2 separate regions of the Mus musculus genome follow, and region 2 is linked to region 1. Evidence: chromatin contacts called from public HiChIP or PLAC-seq data. All regions are on one chromosome and are shown on one strand. The core of a region is the stretch at or near the end of the contact, and the rest is flanking DNA. Distances in the headings are between cores, read along the strand shown.

The links. HiChIP or PLAC-seq counts read pairs in DNA pulled down with a chosen protein or histone mark.
Region 2: an H3K27ac HiChIP or PLAC-seq map of embryonic stem cells shows a contact between it and region 1, with 6 read pairs. The contact joins two enhancer-like sites. A contact is called at or near these places in 3 of 39 promoter capture datasets (erythroid cells, liver and pre-B cells) and 1 of 115 datasets of contacts at active chromatin or transcription factors (embryonic stem cells).

The regions. Positions count from the first base shown.
Region 1 is chr2:156,981,096-156,984,438 of GRCm38.p6, reverse strand. The region is part of intron 1 of Ndrg3 (N-myc downstream regulated gene 3); the gene reads left to right. Among named protein-coding and RNA genes, the nearest start is that of Ndrg3, 9.3 kb to the left of the region's middle. Within about 2 kb of position 1,503, at least 58 of the 459 cell types and tissues checked have an H3K27ac peak or open chromatin away from gene starts, as enhancers often do. A contact at or near this core is called in embryonic stem cells, where this site is marked.
Region 2 is chr2:157,374,944-157,378,286 of GRCm38.p6, reverse strand. The region is part of intron 1 of Manbal (mannosidase, beta A, lysosomal-like); the gene reads right to left. Among named protein-coding and RNA genes, the nearest start is that of Manbal, 9.0 kb to the right of the region's middle. Within about 2 kb of position 1,761, at least 89 of the 459 cell types and tissues checked have an H3K27ac peak or open chromatin away from gene starts, as enhancers often do. A contact at or near this core is called in embryonic stem cells, where this site is marked.

The sequences.
Region 1 (3,343 bases), core at 254-2,753:
TTACTGGGAATGGTGTCGACTTTTGCAACCCTCAAGCCCCAATGACATACCTCTTCCACAAGGCCATACCTCATGATCTTTCCCAAGGTTCCACCAACAGGGACCAAGTATTCAAATATATGAGTCCGTAGGGGCCATTTTCATCCAAACTGCCACCGAAACCAAACCTGAAAATATAAAAAAGAATTAGTGATCAGTTGGCATCAAACAGGAAAAATTGTTAATAGAGACTTGTCCAAGATCTGGATGCAGAATGCTAATGTTCAAATCCTTCCTCTGCTGCTTGCTAACTGTGTGGCCTCTGTCAAATTACAAAGCTAAGCTGTGCCTCAGCATCTTTATCTGTCAGGGGGACAATGCTTAGCTTACAAGTGTCAGAATATAACATAAAATAATGAATGGGGGCTGGCAAGATGGCTCAGTGGGTAAGAGCACTGACTGCTCTACCGAAGTCCTGAGTTCAAATCCCAGCAACCACATGGTGGCTCACAACCACTCGTAGTGAGATCTGATGCCCTCTTCTGGAGTGTCTGAAGTCAGCTACAGTGTACCTATTTATAATAATAAATAAATCTTTGGGCTCGAATAAATAAAACAGAGACTGAGTAAGTGGGGTCGACCAGAGTGAACAGAGGTCCTAAAATTCAATTCCCAACACACATGAAGGCTCACAACCATCTGTACAGCTACAGTGTACTCATATACATTAAATAAATAAATAAATCCTTAAAAAATAAAATAAGGGGGCTGGTGAGATGGCTCAGTGGGTAAGAGCACCCGACTGCTCTTCCGAAGGTCCAGAGTTCAAATCCCAGCAACCACATGGTGGCTCACAACCATCTGTAACATGATCTGACTCCCTTTTCTGGTGTGTCTGAAGACAGCAACAGTGTACTTACATATAATAATAAATAAATCTTTAAAAAAAAAAAGATATCCTTTAAAAAAAAAAATAAATAAAATAAAATAAAATAAAATAAAATAATGAATGGATAAAGTGCTGATTCTGGTACCTGACATTGGGAAAGCACTCAGTAACTGGCAGGTATGAACACAAAGTACTTCAGGGCTGTTGTTTGTCCTTGTTTGTCCATTCAGACTGTAGAAAGGAACGGATTGTTTTCAGGGATTCTGCCTTTAGCTGGTAGGAACCCGGAGCTCTTCCAAGCTCCATACCAGGCCTTGCCAACAGTAGCTTCCCTAATGTCTTGAGCTGCGTCCTTCAAGAGGGGAAGGCAGAAGGGTGTGCATCTGGCACTGGAGTTGCTTTAGATAAACCCTATGTTAGAAAGCTCCCTGCTGGTTGGGAGTCTGTAATTAACAAGATCTGTCTGTGGGGATTGCTCTGTCCTAGCAGTTATCTGTATCAAGAACCTGGAATGAATACAATGAGCACATAGGGCAGACTCAGATTTCCAACTTGGCAGGCCCCGAAAGTCTACTTCCCACCTGCTGCCAGAGCCCAAGAATGACCCAGCAAAAGGGTGGGTCTGTTATGAGGGGTGTGGTTGACCTTATCCAGGGCCAAGGAGAAGCAAGTGTATTTCCTGTTAGAATGAAGATCTATGGGTATACCTTAACAGCTGCCTTTGACCTTCACTCCCCTATTTTGCTTATGTAGGAAGGAAGGCAGCTTCTGAAACTATTTCTCCTTGTAGCAAGATGCCCACATTTTCATTTGTGTAGGAATAATCTGTGAGCTAGGTTTTTTTTTTTTAAAGGCTTGTTCCGTGGTTTGTTTATTTGGCTTCTCAGGCTGTCTCTCGAGATCCTTTGCTTCCTTAAGGGCCCCCAGGAGACAGCAGTGAAACCAACATCCATTATCCTAGATACTTGGGAGGATGTTTAAGTCAATGGTTTCATGATTAGATTAATTCAGGCTTTAAGCCTGACAGAACTTAAGAGCCAAGTCATCATATAATTGTGTTTCTTATAGATGTATGGAATGTAGCCCAGTATCCTAGAATATCTTTCAGAATCTGGGCTTGGTGTCTAAACAGTGGTCTTAGCCCTATACACATTCAGGTGCATGAACCTAGTTCAATTTTCTGTGTCTCTTTCCTTATTGGAGGAAGGGGTCACTGTTGAAGACCAGTGCTTCTTAGCCCTGGTTAAGAATTACCCAAAGAGCTTTAAAAAAACAAAACAAAACAAAACAAAACAAAACAAAAAAACGCTTAAGCCCTGCCCCAAACAATTAAAATGATCTTTTGGATTGAGGCCATGTATTGATATTCTTTAAAGCTCCCAGGTCCAACTATAGCTAAGAAAACTGTAAACAATATGAACAAAGATTTTGTGTGCTTTTAACTTAAATATTTAAATTTATAAGAATTTCATACCCTAGTATTGTATCTGTCTACTTGCTCCTCTTCTCCCTCTAGCTCATGTATCTTCTCACAACTCCTAAAATTTATGTTCTCTTCTATAATAATAATAATAATAATAATAATAATAATAATAATAATCTCTTATATCTATAAATATACACACACAGCCTGGTTAGTCCATTTAGTGTTGTCTTTATGTATATGTGTTTAGGGCTGATTATTTTGGATTAAGTAACTTCTCAGGGAGTTTGTCCCTAGAAAAAACTGAGTGTTCCTCCCTCAGCAGCCATTGATTTCCAGTAGCTCTTCATCTAATGTGGGTCTTATGAGATTTCCCCCATCTAACATGTCAGCTTCTGTTGTCATTACGCATGTTGTCTTTGTTAGAGCTTTACTGCTGTGAAGAGACACCATGACCAAGGCAACTCTTATAAAGGACAACATTTAACTGGGGCTGGCTTACAGGTTCAGAGGTTCCATTATCATCATGTCGAGAAACATGGCAGAATCTAGGCAGCCATGGTACTTATTGGAGGAGCTAAGAGTTCTACATCTTCATCCAATGGAAGCCAGTGGCAGACTGTTTCCAGGCAGCTAGGAGGAGGGTCTCAAAGCTCATCCCTTACAGGAACGCACTTCTTCCAACAAGACCACACCTACTCCAACAAAGCCACACCTCCAAATAGTGCCACTCCCTGGGCCAAGCATACTCACACGTGTCTTGTTTAGGCAACTATATATTGTTGGGATTTCATGGGTATATCTTCCCTGTCGTGTCTAGAACATACTGTCTAGCAGCAGGTATCCTGGCTGTCTAGCTCTTAGTCTCTCTGCCCCCTCTTTGGTGAGGTTCCTTGAGTCTTGGGTGTAGGAGTTGGATTGTAGATGTATTAAAAGAAGTTGAGCACCAACTCAGTCAGTTGTTCTCTGCATTTCGACCAGTTGTAGATTTATTTACCTATCTGGTTGGTGGTTTGTTTTGTTTTCTGAGACTGAGTCTCACTGAATAAACC
Region 2 (3,343 bases), core at 512-3,011, 390 kb before region 1:
ACTCCAGGGTGGGAAAGGGACCCACATGGCCAGGAAGGGAAACTGGAAGATGCGGAGATGGGATGGAACATAAACAAACCTTGGAAGACCCAGCCCCGTTTAACTTGACCAAGTAAAAAGTAAAGCAGAGAAAAGCGCTAAGTTCTAAATTGCTCATTGTTGCTGTTATTTTATTTATTTATTTATTTACATTTTGGTTTTTTGTTTTGTTTTCCAAGACAGTCCCTTTAAGCAGCCCTGGCTATCCTGGAACTCAGAGATCTGGCTCCCTTCCTGACTGTGACTCCCACATGATGGCATGCAGATGTGCCTTACCGGACTCTAAACTACAGGTCTGAATGGAGAGACACAGTGATAAGGGAAAGCCCAGCCCATAAGTGGAAAGCTGAGAGATAGGTAACAGGGAGACCAGCCAGCCTCAGCTCACCTCTCCTCTCACCAGCCCTCTCCTAGTCTCTTTTTTAAAGACAAGGTTTCTCTGTGTAGCCCTGGCTATCCCAGAACTTCCTCAGTAGACCAGGCTAGCCTAGATCTGCCTGCTGAGTGCTGGGATTAAAGGCTTTTGCCCCCACCACCTGGCTCCTATTCCACTTTAAAAAAAAAAAAAGATTTATTTTTATTTTATGTGCATTGGTGTTTTGTCTGCATATATGTCTGTCAGATCCCCTGTAAGTGGAGTTATAGACAAGTGTGAGTTGAACCCTGGTCCTCTGGAAGAACAGCCTGTGCTCTTAACTACTAAGGTATCTCTCCAGCCCCATCCTCTTCCACTCTTAAGACCCTGGTGACGCTGGAAGAACTGCCTATGGCTCTCCAAGAATCCTGAGTCCTCCATGAAGCTGCGATCTGTCCAGAGCAGCCTTCCACCCATGCCTGCTGTTCAAAACCCTATTCTAACTCCAAGCCTGAGCACAAGGGTCACCCTCCCCATCAGGCCTTTGTGTCATCCTCCCCCTTTGCCTCTTTATTGAGGCACCTACAAATGGCTTCCTTTTGCCACCCCAACATTAAAGGGACAAATGCACTGTGGTATTGGTTGTCACAGATGTCACAGACTGCCATCCCGTGCACTCCCCAGGGAACTCTGAGCCACACAATGCAGTGCTCATGATCCACATGTGGCCCCAGGTGTGGCTAGTCTGAACTGAATGACAGTTAAATTAATTTAAATACAGACAAATTTCAAGCCTTATTATGAACGAATGTAAACAACCTCATCAACAACGTTTATGTTGATTATATGATGAAGTGGCATGCTGTCAAATTACTAAAACTAATTTAACTTAATTTGAAAAAAAGTTGGAGAACTTATTTCATGTTGTCAAAATTTACTAGAAAACTAAGGTAATCAAAGCAGAGCTACTGACATGAGGACAGACGGACAGACAGACAGACAGAGAGCTCCAAATAAACATTCACAGGCAGGAGAGGACAGACTTTAAACAAGTGCTACCAAGAAACAGTGTCCACACACAAACACAAACCAACTTGTACTTCATACAAAGATTAATTCAAACCGGCCCAAGATCTAAATTTCAGAGTCCAAACTATAAAACCATTAGGACTCTCTTGGGGGAAATCTCTATGGTACTGGGTTTGGCAGTGGTTTCCGGGATGTGACATCAAAGGCACAAGTTACAAAAGAAAGGAGTCAATTAAACTCCACAAAAAGATCAAGACCTTTTGTTCACAGAGGACATTCCTCGGAGAGTGAAAGGCAGCCCAGAGAATGGATGGAGACATTCGTGAGTCATACTGACAGTAAAGGTCTGGCATTCCGATAGACAAAGAACTTCCACGCGGCAACAATATAACAGAGCATGGGTGGAGAGAGGGTTCAGCTGGCTAAGGCACCTGCCACCTCCAAGCCTCACAACCTGAATTTGATCCCTGGGACCGCATGATGGAAGGAAAGATCAGACTCCCGAAAGCTGTCTTCTGACCATCAGGTACATGCCGTAGCGAGTGTTGTGATCATAAAAGGAGAAAGAGCTATAAGAATATGTTCTATCTGGGTGTGGGGGAAGGGGGTGCCCTGGCGGGCCTATGAGGAGGCATCCTCGCCCCCTAAGAGACCAGCCACTGGTATAGAACAGAGTTTATTTAGGGTATGGGGAGGGGAATTAACAGAATAGTAGAGGCAGAGAAAGGCAGAGAGGAGAGAATTAGAGGTTACCATGACCACCTGGAGAGAGGGAGAAAGGGGGTGGGGGGTGGGGGGAGGCAAGCGGGAAGCAAGAGTAGGAGAGAGAGGAGGAGGGGCCAAGCAGCCCCTTTTATAGTGGGCCAGGCCTACCTGGCTCTTGCCAGGTAACTGTGGGGAGGAGCGTACCTGGCTGCTTTTAGGAACTGTGGGGATGTTTAGACTACCAACAGCAAGTGTGCCTCTGACCCCTAAAAATCAGCATAAAAACAAACTAAATAAGTGGGGGGAGGGGCAGTCAGTTCAAGTCTGCAATCCCAGTAGTCAGCTAGAAGATGAGCTCACAGTCAGCCTGTGCTACACAAACTGCCAGTGTGGGCAAAACCAGGAGGGTGAGGTTGGTGACAAGTCTCCGTGGGGCCTGATTTTGATCTTGGATAGACTTGATGGAAGCCCAGAACCAACTGCCCCAAGTTTCTCTCTCTCTCTCTCTCTCTCTCTCTCTCTTTCTCTCTCTCTCTCTCTCTCTCTCTCTCTCTCTCTCTCTCACACACACACACACACACACACACACACAGAGTGGGGTTTAAAATGAAGAAAAAAAAAGTATACCAAGAAGCACAGGTGGGCACCAAGCATCAGTAAAACTGTGGAGAAACTGGAAGCTGTGTGCATTGCTGTCTTAGTTACTGCTCTATTCTGTGAAGACACACCACGACCAAGGCAACTCTCAAAACAAACTATTTAATTGAGGGCCCGCTTACAGGTTCGGACGGCTGGTCCTTGATCATCGCAGCAGCATGCAGACAGGCATGGCATCGAGGCAGTAGCTGCGAGCTTTATTTAGATCCTGACCCACAGTCAGCAGGCAGAGAGTCTGGGCCTAGTGTGGACTTTCAAAACCTCAAAGTCCCCCTCACAGTGCCTCACCTCCTCCAAAGGGGCCACACTTCAAAATCCTTCTCAAACAGTTTGAAAGAGTAATAAACTCAATGCTCCAAGGTATGCTAATCATAAAGCAGATAGCAACATTCCTTCCTCCACCCACCCGCTTCCTGGGTTCAAAGAGTGTTCATTCAAAGAAAGTCACCCTGACCCACCCTGACCACTACTGGAACCCACTATGCAAAGGTGCTATTGCTAGGGGCTCTTAGATTGTTAGGGGCTCTTAGAAACTGTCTTGAGAGATAACCTGACACT